Linked DNA regions of Astyanax mexicanus: region 2 is linked to region 1. A link is a contact called in public Hi-C data. All regions are on one chromosome and are shown on one strand. Each heading gives the region's core, a stretch centred on a gene start, on an enhancer-like site or on the middle of the called end of the contact. The rest is flanking DNA. Distances are from core to core; before and after follow the strand shown.

Evidence for each region. A called contact is a pair of places that touch in the nucleus more often than the background predicts.
Region 2: a contact with region 1 is called in a Hi-C map of muscle, with 11 times the contacts expected there. The contact joins the enhancer-like site here to the promoter of LOC103030241 in region 1. A contact is called at or near these places in 3 of 3 Hi-C or Micro-C datasets (blood and muscle).

The regions. Positions count from the first base shown.
Region 1 is chr17:19,837,058-19,844,251 of AstMex3_surface, reverse strand. It overlaps LOC103030241 (transmembrane protein 164), which reads right to left and starts at 3,300. Exons shown (of 6, transcript XM_007247060.4): 1 at 1,763-3,300. The coding sequence starts at 2,200.
Region 2 is chr17:19,876,322-19,883,515 of AstMex3_surface, reverse strand. All of the region lies in intron 3 of LOC103030241 (transmembrane protein 164), which reads right to left. Among protein-coding and RNA genes, the nearest start is that of LOC103030241, 39 kb to the right of the region's middle. Within about 2 kb of position 2,780, the one cell type or tissue checked has an H3K27ac peak away from gene starts, as active enhancers do.

The DNA.
Region 1 (7,194 bases), core at 2,051-4,550:
AGATTACATCTGAATAAAGCCAATCCACAAATGTTAAGTATAAATGCTCCCAGCGCACATTTAAAACCATTTCAAGAGGTGGCCAGAGACACATTTGAACCAGAGCAGTGTAAATGCATTTGTCTCTTTGAGAGGCATTTTACAACTGAAACATCAGTAACAACTGCACTGCAATGAGCAAATTTGCATGTTCCAGTACACATCTAGCGGTTGGATTTCAGTCTAACTGGAAATGCATTTGACTACCAAATGTAAATGTATGCGGCTAAAATCTTATCAGAACGCATTCATATACTAATCACATTAAGTGACAAAGTAAACATGGTCATTGTCTTGTTACAGGACCTTGAGTTAGAGCTGAGCTACCGGGTTTAGTCTCAATCTTTAGACAGTTGGTCACTAATTCAGAAGGTGATCCTGCTGTATTGGAATAAAAGCCTGCAGACATACCTGCCATTTGTGGAATCGTTTGGAACTAGACTAGAGTCTTTTATGCACTGATATGTTTTGATCTGATAAGTAATGTTATTTAATGAGCACAATGATGTTATCATACTAAAATGCGTACGATTGCTTAGAAAAAAAGATTACTGGCATCAAACGTTTCCTTAATACAGCAATAGTGGTAGCTCAGTAGTTAAGAGTGCTTGGTTCCCTGATTACAAAGTTGAGGGTACACCTATTACTGTTGGGCCCATGGGAAAAGCCAACCAACTCGCTCTGCTCCAAAGGCACTGTAGAATGCTTCTATACCCAGGACCCCAGGGCATTCAACCCCCATGCAATTTGGGCTGCCCCCACCAATGGAAAGTTTGCTTACTATATTTCACTCAGTGTGTGTGTGCGTTTTCCTCGTGTCTGAGTGGGCTTCCTCCAGGGACTCCAGTTCTATCCCACAATCCAAAAAACATGCAAGTGCTTTAACTAGTCCAGAAAAAATGATGCTCTACATGGTGTGTGGAAGGGTGTATGCATGTACACTGCCTGGTCAAACCTGGATTTAACTAAGTACACGTTCGGAACAGTATGTGCTGAAAGAATGAGGTCAGCTGACTACCTGAATATACTGAATATAGACCAGGTTATTCCATCAATAGATTTTTTCCTTCCCTGACGGCATAGGCTGATTCCAAGATGAACATTCTAGGATTCATTGGGCTGGAATTGTGGAAGAGTGAGCACAAGTTCATCATTTATACACATGGATTGACCACTACAGAGTCCAGACCTTAACCCCATTGAGAATCTTTGGGATGCGCTGGAAAAGGCTTTGTGCAGCAGTCACTCTCTACCATCATCAATGCAAGATCTTGGTGAAAAAAATAATCCAACACTGGATTGAAATAAAATTTTAACATTGCATTGGGTCAACTCCGTAGTGCCCAATGCAGTCCTTCAGGCGGAAGGTCGTTTCTGGTTGAGAGTATGCTGTGTGTGATTGACTGCTGCTTCTCACTGGTTTGTGTAAATGAATGCTGAGTGTATATTGGCGTGTGTAAAACGTGACTGGCTATGAGTGCAACACTCATTCATTAATTAATTCATTCATATATCGAATAATAAAAAAAAAGTAATCAGCAGATTAGTCCACCACTAAAATAATAATTAGTTTAGTTGAATCTGATACATCACAGGACAAACAGGAAAGGCACAGGTGGTGAGCATCCCTAACAAACTATGATATATTAATTAAACAACCTGTATCCTTATCTTTATAAAGGCAGACAGACACAGATAGACAAGCAGACAGAACACACCATACCTGCACCATAGTGACCACATGGCAAGGGTTCAGAAGGTAGATGACCGTCTTGGTAGCAAACTTGAAGCCGACCTCCATGCCAAAAGTCATACAGAGAGCCACGAGCAACAGGTTCTTGCCCCAGCTGTCTTCTTTATTCTTCCTCCCATCCTTCACCGCCTCTCTGTGCTCTCTGGAGAAGTTGATTTTCCTTAAAGCCAAGAACACCTCCACCACGGACAGGAGCACGATGATGAGGCTTTCGCACAGCCGCTGCTGGGGGGCGATGAAGGCGGCGCACTCGGGGCCTCCGTTGCCCTCGAACTTGGGGTCCACTCCGCCGTAAACCCAGTCCAGCAGGCTGTAGATGTTGTACCGAGACATGTTCCTCTTCTCGTATTGGAAAAGGTACGAACACGACGGGATGAAGGACAGCACACTGACTTCTTGTCGAAACATGAACTGCAGCGTTTCGCCAGAACACACAACACACACAGAGCAGTCGAGGAGACGCTAGTTAGCCAGGTTAGCTAGGCCAAGTAACTAACGGTAACGCCGTGGTTTAACGTAACTAGCTAAGCTAACTAGCTAGTTAGCCAACCTAGGTAACGTCCTTTTTAACGTTAGTTAGCTAAAGAAATTGGTCGCTAAACTCATGCTGGTGTTCGCCTAATGATATTTTCATCATTTGTAACGATAAAACCTGCTTTTAATAAGCAGGTTATCTAGGTAACGTTAGCTAGCCTATGTTAACCTAACTATGTCACGTTACGGTTACAGTTAAACAAAACAGAGCTTAAAACAGCTGGGAAAGGCACACACAGTTATTAAAAAACATACACACATATATAATATATTAGCTACAAAACACTAACATTAGCTTACTTAGGTTAGCAACCGAGCCTTAACGACGGAATGTTAACGTTTTATATCTAGTAATTAACGCCATATATTAACCACATAGCTAGGTTACTTTACAGCATTAACGTTACAGGTGTCTAAACCTACCACACCTAGTAAGCTAGGTTAGCTATCCAGTTAGCTAACCATTAAAAAAATAAACAAATAAAACACACAGACAGAGATACTGCAAGCTAGTCACTCCGTACCCCCATCCTCACTATAAGAAAATGACGAGCACCCCCTACCACGTATTAGCTAGTAACTACCAAGCTAACCTACATGTATGGTGTGGTATGTAATGTATGTTTAGCTAACGTTACGTGGTCAGACCAACTCCAACCCCACCCACTTAAACATACGTTAGCTACAAACGCCACTAAATAAACAGCAGTTAACGCTTAGCTACAGCCCGCCGACCCCCGCTGGCTAAAGCTGCGCCGCGTGCTGGTAAAACTGGCGGCTAATGACCGGAGCTCGGTGAAATTCCGGGACTGGTTAGCGTTAGGCGCGTCGGCGGGTCCATGTGCTCCGTGTGGCGTCTCTCCCGTTGTCCAGTTTCCCCTCGGGCCTCTAGGCTACATCTATCCCTCTCTCTTGTTTTCTCTATGTCTCTCTCCCTCTTTCTCCCACCGTTTCGCTCCCCCTGAAAGCGCTCATTTACATATCGTTACATGCACAGGTTTCCTGGATTGGACGGGGCGGCTCCTCTGACCCCGCCCTCTTTTCTCCTGTTAACTCTTTCACTACCGCTTCATTTCTGGCGCAGGTTGTGGAGAAATTGTATGAAATGTTACATGAGCCTTAGACACGCTTTAAATTCAGTTTTTGTTTTTATTTTTCCTGCACTGTATATTAGTACTAAAGAACAACTTTTATTAATTTTGTAAACAAAGAGTATTAAACAAAACAGGATATGTTTTATATTTTATATTCCTCAAAACAGGCACATCTTTCTTAAATGACAGCTTTGCACATTGTGCCATTTTCTTAGTCAGCTTTATGATGTAGTAACTTGGAGTTTATTCAAGTGGTTAAGAGTTAATTACTTACATTTCTTCCCCTCTTAATGTGTTTGAGAGCATCAGCTGTGAAGTTGTGAAGAGGTAGAGTTGGTATACAGTGAATAGTGCTATTTGAGTAATCCATATTAAGGCAAGAAGTACTCAACTAAGTAAAGAAAAAATACTTTAAGAAATGAAGGTCAGTCAAAAAAAAAAGATGGACAATTGATGTTCTTAAAGTATATCATTCCTAAAGTTATTCAATATTAGCTAAAATACTTTGTTATCAGAAAACACACCGCAGATCATTAACAAGCCCTTTCAGAGTTGGATGGCAACAAAGCACAGAAAGTCAACTCGTTTGTAAACACACACACACAATCAACATTTGTTGCTTGAACGTAACGCAACAATATTTGGCTTTTATTTCAACATTATAATCTAGTTTCTATAGTCCAACAAAAACCTAACACACCATTTAAAGTTCTTGTTTTTCTTGTCATTTTTGTTTATTTATCTGTTTGTTTGTTGTTGTGTCCCACAGGGCTGAAAAGGTGTGTTACTTTATGTTACAAACAAGTAAGTGAAGAGAACACGACCTCTTGTGGTGAATTCAGTCCTATAGCCGCAGACAGACTTAAGGAGTAGTAATATCTGGTTTTGTGTTTGGTATTTACCATTTTCATTAAAACAAAAATAATATTTGAAGGTCCCTTGTCCAATATTTCTCTAGATTATTAATACTGTCATAAGCTATAATTAATTTCTACATGACTGCTTTCTGATCTCTCTTTATCCATGACCTCTCATGGACCTCTTTGTTATAAATGACCTCTCATTTGTTCTGTGTCTTAGTCAGCCTTAAAAGGGGGGTAGAATCTTTGGTAGGACTCTGCAGGGCAGTCAACGGTACATTATTAAAAGACAACATAACAGAAAGATAAAATAAATTAGAAAGAAATGGTAAAAATCCATAATTTAGTGTCATATTTTATAACAGTAATTCAAACATGTTTTATACAAGCTTATACAACATACATTTTTATTTCATATGTCTTTTGTTTTATTACATTGTTATGATTTCAGAATGTATTATCTCAAACATTTGATAAAGGTGTGTATTTCAAAAAACAGACAAAAATACACTCATTGATTTTATCACTGGGCTAAATACAAAAAATGATAAATTTCCATTGCTTTGTCCTTGATGAGGATTTAAAGTGTTAAATAACCAATTTCTTATTGAGTGTGTAGAACCCTTAATTAATAAAGGATGACTTTTACATGAATTAAGGCACACTAGAAATACAATTTTGAACAAAATTATATGGAACCAAAAAACAATGCTTTATATGTGGCATCAATCCAAGTAATATAATACAGGAAATTGACAAATCTGTTTATACCTATTTTATTGTAAAGAGTGTATAGAAGCACTGTCTTTGCATAGATGGCTGGACAGAATAACTCATTTCACACAGCAGAGCAGCATCATGACAGTGAAGATGATGGGAAAGGCATACATGGTGGTGCGAGAAGCATGGAGGTGGAAGTGTTGCACCATCTTACTCACAAATTCCTCCAATCCTCTGTTCTGTGTGTTTACTGAACCTGGAGGAGGAAGAAGATGCTTATTAGCATATTAGCTGTCACCCTAAAGAGAACATGTGATTTTCAATCCCTCATGAGCTGTCAGGGAGTCAGGGGCTTGGGTTAGTCATTACTAATCTTTAATGAGGTTTAGTGTGTAATAGAAATGATTTGTTTCATGTGAACAAGTTCTTCATACTTATCATTTCTTCAGAAATAAGTAATACTGTAATACTGGTGTCATCATATAACAACAATAGGACACGTAAGACATGCTCAAAGCTTTGGCTTACATTAAACTTACATTAAACTAATTTGTTATTTAATTAATTAATTTTCCTACACCTACTTTTTTAATGAAAGACAATAGTTATACATATAACCACAATTGCATCACCATTTACCATTTAAAATGTTTAGTCTGACTAAATGGTTCATCTTTATTATTTAAGTTAAAATGTTTTATACTGTTTTTTTTTATTTAAACTGTATTATAAAAAGCTGATGATAGTTAGCCATGCCAATCTGGAGTGTGTTTTCTGATATGTTTGTTGTAATTTAGAATGGTGTAATTTTAAGAACAGCAGTTTTAGGAGTGTTGTACACAAAAATGTATATTTATAATACATACTTACATTTGTTTTGTTTTGTTTTATTTATTTAAAATGTCTTTTATTTGTACATGTATTTTTATATATGTATGAATCTGGCCAATTAATATTTTTTCATTAAATATATTTAAAAAAAAAAAAATTATGTAAAACTGTTTTTTAGTTCTGGGATTTAAAAAAATATATAAATATCAAATTCTTATATATTACAATATTATCAATATAATATTAACAAGATGTTATTAATTAATTAATTAATAGATTTTGCCATAGTAAATAAATGTTTGCTAGTTCTTACCTATATTACACGCAATATATCTATGTTTAATATTTCTGTATAATTTCAAAGTAAATATATTTAGATTTGGTATACAGACAATTTATTGTGGAATACATTTTAGTGTGAGAAATATATTTGAATGAATTGTAAGTAAAGGTACTATTTCCACGTGTAAAACATGGAAAATAGTGGCCTCTATTGGTTTTAAGGTAGTACTGCACAAATATTAATATTTATATTTATGCATGTAATGCAATGTTGGATGTTAGAATAAGTTAGGATATCTACAATCTGCTAATATTATTATTACAAAAGTTGGCCTGTATAAATACTTTTATAATAATTTATAATGTAATTAAAGTTACAAAATTACATTAAATTAAAAAGCATCAGCATGTCTCAAAAAAGGTCAGTGACTGAAGAAGGAATATAACAAGAGTAAATGTTGGCAGTGAGTTAAAGTTGACTAGGAGCTAATAAAAAAACTACAATACCGGCCCAGAGCTGCTACTTTTCTCCTGAACAGGTAAGCTAACTGGCTAGCTAATTTAGGCAGGTAATTTATCACCACCACCAGGTTAGCTTGCTAGGCACTGGTGTTTAATTTAAACATTGAGTGTTCACATTCACATTAGTGATCTGTGTAAAGCTGGAATAAAAAGGCAGAGGATATCTGAGAGAGTTAACAGTTAGATAGGTTAGCAAGGTTAGCTACAGTGATCGGAACTGTGCTGACCAAACAGTTAGGCTAACAGCTAGTGGTGCATGAGGCTAATTTAGCTAGCTTCAGATTAAATTCACATGAGCCGAGTTTCTTGCTGTGGTAGAAGTTACTGAACGTGTCTTTCACGGGATTGTGTGGATTCAGCCTGGCCCAACTTGGCAACCCAAGGTAGCCTTTTGGCTGGGGAGGGGTGGGCGGGGCAGACTACTCTCTGTGCTGTTTTAAAATTGGACTGCTTTAACTGTGGTTTACACGCTCGCTCTCACACGCTCGGGCCTAAAGGAGGTTAAAGGGAAATAATAGGATGGAGGAGTGAAGGAGGGGAAGAAGGAAATGAGGTTAGA
Region 2 (7,194 bases), core at 1,531-4,030, 40 kb before region 1:
CTGGACTTTACTAATGTAAAGAACATACAGTTAAGAATACATAGTAGTGATTATATTTCCAGTTACTGTACTGTAGACTAACCTGTACTTAGGCCTGGGCTATATAGTAAAATAATATATTACAATATGTAAAAACTTTGTAAATACACAGTATTTTTTTTTTTTTTTCAAATAACGTGATCAGTTCAATTAACACTGTCATATACAGAGTAGATTGCTTTTTATTAAAACTTCCAGTTCTTTAGCTAATTACACTGTACTAAATATACTCTCTTTACAGTTGGGTCAGTGTTTTTAAGCACGGTGTTCCTTTACAGGAACTCTACACTGTATTTATATATTTTCCAAAATGTACTGAACAGCTAGTGCCTGTTAAGTTAAAGGTAGCATTGTCTCCAGGGCAATCACAAGCTACGTTTCCATCAAATCATTTATACATTAATTTAAGTGTTAAAGTTTATTAAAGGTCAATATCAGTTCAGCATTACATAAAGGCATGGCTGTATTTCAAAACCTAGATATAGCTATGTTCGGCTGAATTTGTTGCCTGCTACATCATAGAAGACAAAGCACTGTTACAAAGTACACAGTCTAACATGTAGCCTACGTTTGACATATTTTCAAGGACACAAATAATGTATCAATCCAAACCCCCTATTATGCACTGTTATTTTAAAATATTACAAAAAATAAATGAATAAAAGGTTTGAGCACAATGCAATGGGTCCTATTTTCTACCACAAGCTCTAAAAGCAAGGTTAACACAGTGTGTATCTCAATTATAAGATTTTGTTTACAATACAAGTGGGAATATCATCAGATTGCCCACCTTTATGTCAAAGTTGACAATTAGTTTTTAAACAAAAACGACACAAAAGTACACAAGTTTAAATCATGAACAGGTCTTTAAAGATTCTAATATTTCAATGACTTAACAAAAACACGAGTTACTGGTTACTATGACTCTTAATTTGTATTAATTTTGATATTATCATATAACTAATATCATAAAGATGATAACCGTGCAAGCTGCCAACTGATCACTGTTGACTGTAAGTCAAGTTGAACATTTATTTTTTTTGTTTAAAAAACATTACTTTCAAAATTACTGAAAGCTGAACTTTAAGTTAACATCACAAATTTCACATCACTTACATTTACTTACACACAATGACCACCTTCACAAACCATGATGGAATAATTTGTAATTTTTAGTAAACTTGCTCTTCAGCTCTAAGACCAGGCAAGCACAATTTCTACATTTCTACATGCATAGCAATAGCAGAAGGGAAAGACTCTTACACTGGTACTGGTACTGTATTGCCAATCATATTCGTACTATACTTATTAATTTCCTGTCACATTTTACCATTATAGAGGATGGCTGAAAACAGGAAAGGCATCTTCCACACACTCATTTTAAACTGCCTAACAAGGTTGAAAGGAACAGGCAGTGCCTTGTTGATTTGACAGATACCATGTGAGGCCAAGTGTACACACCCCACCCCTCTAGACATACAGGAAATGCTATAGTCAAGTGTTGAAAAGAAAAAGAAAACCACATGCACAATAAAAAGCACTGGACAGACTGTTTTGTTCCACATTCTTTCACTTTCAAAATGAAACGTATCTGTCCTTCGAGATAACGCTGCCCGTGCCCAGAACAAAAGGCACCCTCTAGCCCAGACTGAACCCTCGGCTGACTTTGTTGCAAGGTGAGTGATGCTGAACTGCCTGGCCACAGCGGGTCACGAGGACTAGAACTGAAGGGCAGAGACTCCCACACTTCAGCACAAGCAGGCTTTGTCTCTGAGGGCTGGTTTATTGAGGCCATATACACACACACACACACACAGCTAATGACAGCTGATGTAGAACGCTAGGATTGGTGTCTCTCTCTCTCTCTCTCAACATGTCTTAAAAAGGTGGTAGGACCCGTTCGACCCGCACATAAAAAAAAAATTATAATAAAAAATATTTATTAGCTAAGGGCTAACTGGTATAAGAGACTTAAATTTATCAACCAGGGTTGTTTTAATGATTGGAAAATATAATGCCCAAACCTCCCACATTTAGGTTACTGGTTCATCTCCAATGCAAGCTCTGCTAAACAGCGGTATCCAACTTTGCACACAGCTAATGCTAGAGATAGTCCGATCAGTGTTTTTGGGGCTGATTCCTGTTGCCGATCATCTTTTATCTCGATCGGCCGATTGCCGAAACCGATCTTGGGCGGGGCCAAATGCCACATTAAAACCAGATTCCCTTAATTACATCCATGCCTAAGAAAACACTGGTAATTTATGCTAATAGAAAATAAACAAGAACATTACTGACCAAAATAAATGCTTTTCAGGAAAGATACAAGTTAGTCCTGACTAGTGGTTGGATGAGGAACTGCAGCTTTGTGTGAGCCACTGGCACTTTTCTTCAACGCAGGTCGCCGTGCCAGATCTCTCGGCTTGCCGCACATGGGCGTGTCCGTGACATTTTTGAATTTAAATGAAGCAACAGATGTAGTCAATCATAAGTTTAAGATTACATTTTTAGTAAACCTCACTGTGATCTATAGTTGTATAAATCCACATTTCGCCATTTTTTTGCCTCTATCTGTGTATGAAAGGCGCCTGTTCTGTGTGTGTGAGCCTCACTGTGAGGCTCGTATATGAGTGGCGTGGCAGCCTGCTGTTTCCTGATTGGTTGGACGCAGCGCGGCGGCCGGATTCAACTGAATAAAGTTGAGATCTGCTCAACTTCTTGCCGGAGGGCAGGGCTGCGCTCAATGCAACGCAATCCAGCATGCACTGCGGCATGTGGCGACTCTCTCCATTGAAATGAATGGGATGCATCGGATCTTAAGTGCCAGTGGATGCGCACCCTAACTGCTAAACCCTGAACTGCTGAATCGGATCGGCTAAAATCAGAGGAATATCGTCCGATCGCAGATACAGTATTTTGGCTGAAAATTGGCCGATACCGATACACTGCCGATCGATTGTCCCATCTCTAGCTAAAATGGGTCATTTTATGCAGCACATGACAAGCCATGATAAACAGTATGTAGGCCACTCTACATTTAAACACAATTTACACTGCATTTCAACACAAGAAGTCACTGCCATACAGAAGTAGTTATTTTCCTTTCTGATACAGATTTATCAAGTACCAGAAGCATCAATTCAAGAAACCTCCAACTTAGCTAACTAATAGGTGTCCACAAAGCCTTGCACTTATATTATTCCATATGGATTTTATTTTGATAAAAGCAGTGTTTAGAAATGCTCATTTTTCCATCTCATAGCTTCACACACTGACTGAACAAAGCCTGTATTTCTGCATCATCCCACACATTATCTCACTGAACATCATCATGCAAAGCATGTTCTGCTTTTTTCTTTCGATCTATGATAGATTGTGTTACTTTTATGCAACACATTCTCAGGAATGTGAATATGAAAACTATGTCTCTAACCACAATCATATTCGGTAGAAACCTGAGTTTGCATGGACTGAGATCAGTCTCAGATCTTGAGACTATGAGGCAAAAATGCATAGCAAATATTATGCTTTAAACACAGATGAGTAGTAAAGATTGCATGATATTAGACTAAGCCATTTCTAGGTCAGAGTTTAGGTGTGTGCAATCCTACAGGAAGTTGCAGTGTCTGTTGCTCAATAAAAAATGTTTTTCATTAATCAAAATCAAAGTGAAATGTTCGAGATCATATCACCAAGCGACTATCAAAAGGTGTGTATTTTTATTAGGCAACAACAGGATCCAACACACCTCTAATACTTTACAATAGGCAACAGCAGACAAGGCGCCTGTATGAAACGAAACTTAATTAAGAAATAGTTTGTTACTGTTTCAGTTTAAAGGAAAATAAAGTTTCAATTATTCTTTAGAAGTAGTCAGATTTTAGACCACTTTGACTTTTACCTTGGTGGCCTGGAGCACAAAACTGCAGATACCATCCTTTTTATTTTTTATTTATTTATTTTTTTTAACCTTGCTGCGTGCACTCTCCCCGTTTGGCAACTTTATTTGCACTATATGCTTTCGGTACTCGGTAGTACAGACACACCTCAGTGCCTCTTTGATATCAAATTTCGATACCCAGGTCATTATTGACACTGCAAGACCAGTAAAAGTCCACAACTATGGAATATTTGTTCATAAACATGTACATTCAACTGGAAATTAGTATCAGTGCACATCCCTAGTGATCAAACCTTATTTGCACTAGAACTAAAAGATCAGGCTACTCTTGGTGTGCTTGTTCGCTTGTTTTGTTTTGTTTACTTTCGTTTCTCTACGAAAAGTCACTAGGCTAAACAGCTAATCGAATAGATCCCTCACCATCAATGCTGATTCAATACGCTCAGTCCAACAACAGCAGCAGCTCTAACAAGGACTGCCAAGGGCCAATGATTGGGATGTACTGCAAACACTATGGCAACAGTCAACTGCAGTCGCTCAATGGCAGCTTGATAGTTGACAGACAGGACTCAGAAGCTACAGAGTGACGAGTGATTGACAAATTAATTGTTGGTTTTCAGAGACTGAGTGATGCAAATTACACCAAAACACATGAAATCCTAGCTAATGGACGTGTACATCTCTTTGTAGACTAGCTGTGAGGCTTCGAACAAGTCTTTCAATGGTATTTTTTGAGGAAACCTAAGCACTACAGAAACAATATATATATATATATATATATATATATATATATATATATATATATATATATATATATATATATATATATATATATATATATATAAAGTATGCATCCCTAGATTTTTTCCCTATTTTATTGCTTTTACACTCACAATCAAAAAATAGCTGCACCCAAAAGAAAGGATTGCAATGCTAATCAGAACACAGATAAGATAAACGTTATCAGAAACAACAAATGAATAAACATGTAGATTGTAGCTTGTTATGTGCAACATTTATTGAGCTATACATACAGAAGTAGCGCCTCTTAATAAAGAGCTGAGCAGCCATGTTGCCAAATGCAACATGACTAATGTCTGCATGGAATTGTAGAGATTCATAATGGTGTTCTGTAATAATTCATCTCACACAGCTTGAAAAACCACATAGTTCCTTTGTTGGCTGTCTCCACCAAGAAAAAAGTGTGACTAAAGATGTCCTGCTGACACACCGAGTCACTCCATAACAGTCTGGCACGACAATATTGCAAGTTTTTGATTACATTCAACGTAGTGCTTAGGGCAGTATTCATAATAGTCTGCATACACGCAATCCTGTGTCATGCAGCTGTCTTCCAGTGGTGCTGGCACTCACAGAATAACCCATGGAGTGCAGCTTTCTAAATCTACACAATCATGGCTCTTCGCATGTCAGACATTCCGACAGTTCCTCTACTTTTTGGTTGTTGCAGTTGGTTTGTGTCCCCAGAGCCTTATTCTTACGCTGGTGTGTGCCTTTTTCTTTCCATGGTTACTAACAGTGTCCTAAACCGGACCTCTTAAACTGGTCCAACTGCTCAAATTGCTTTCAAACTTTCCTCCAAGGCACACTCTGCTTGCAAAGAATGCTTCACACAACAGCACAAGTCAGAATGGAAAGCATGTGCAAATGGGACAACCTTATATAGTCAAACAAGTACTGCAATAAGGCCCCTCCCTGTACAGCTGAGCATAAAACTTGAAACATCTGCATGTCTGATTCATTCAAAGATAAACCATTTTTGGATGATTAGTGTAAGAATAGAATTATGGTCAATGCGACTTTTTGACCAAAAAATTATAATTTTTTAAAAAGTAATGTCAATTTAAACAAAAATCTAGAACGTAAAATTACAGACAAATCTTAAACAGTTAGCATAACAAATGTACACATGGGTTTTTAGTAGTTTTCCACAAGTGAGTTTCTCCAAGTCCATTAGTGACGGATACAATGCTCAGGCCAGTAGAACAAAAATATGACAGACTGTGGTTGCTATCTAATTGCAGCATGATGGATCACATCAGTAGGACTGGTAATGGATACTAATATGCATCTATTTGAGAGGAAATGTCTGAGAAACAACATTAGGTCTTAAAGGAAATGCTTTTTTTTTTATTGTTCACTAGTCCAATTATGGGAAATGAAAGGGTGGAGGCTGACACAAGTTGCACAAGGGACATTATTGAATAACAATCTGACCCCTTGCCAAGTAACCAATTAATTTAAGAGAACTCTTGAATTCTTTTAGAAATACAAGTACTCATCATCAATGCTTTTCATCTCTAAACAAGCTGTTGAGCTGTTTTTTCACTGAACGTGGTTTGCACTTTCAGTTGCTATCTACACCACATTCGGTACACATGGTGCTGGCCAGAAATGGGACATGCTTTCTGTAAACAGGTATCTAGCGTTATATTGACTGTATTTTACACAAAAGACATAAATAGAAAAGACAAACAGTTAGCTAGTTGCTAGGAATGGCCATGAGTAACGTTTACTATTACTTGTTTCAGATGTAAGCTGAATTGAGTCAATATATTCTGTAACTATAGGAATCAGATACAACACGTCTGCTCCTCTGTTATGACTGATTGCAGTTTACGTTGGAATGTACAGTCATATGAAAAAGTTTGGGCACCCCTATTAATCTTAATCATTTTTAGTTTTAAATATTTGGGTGTTTGCAACAGCCATTTCAGTTTGATATATCTAATAACTGATGGACACAGTACAATAAACCTCATTTCAATCCTGAAATATTACTAACAGAAAATGTGCAATATGCATTAAACCAAAATTTGACCGGTGCAAAAGTATGGGCACCCTTATCATTTTATTCATTTGAATACTCCTAACTTCTTTTTAATGACTTACTGAAGCACAAAATTGGTTTGGTAACCTCATTGAACTTTGAACTTCATAGCCATGTCTATCCAATCATGAGAAAAGGTATTTAAGGTGGCCAATTGCAAGTAGTTCTCCTATTTGAATCTCCTCTGAAGAGTGGCATCATGGGCTCATCAAAACAACTCTCAAATGATCTAAATGGAAATGGAAGACCACAGGGACAGTTCTTGTTAAGCCCAGAAGTGGCAGGCCAGGAAAAATATCAGAAAGGCAGAGAAGAAGAATGGTGAGAACAGTCAAGGACAATCCACAGACCACCTCCAAAGACCTGCAGCATCTTGCTGCAGATGGAGTCACTGTGCATCGGT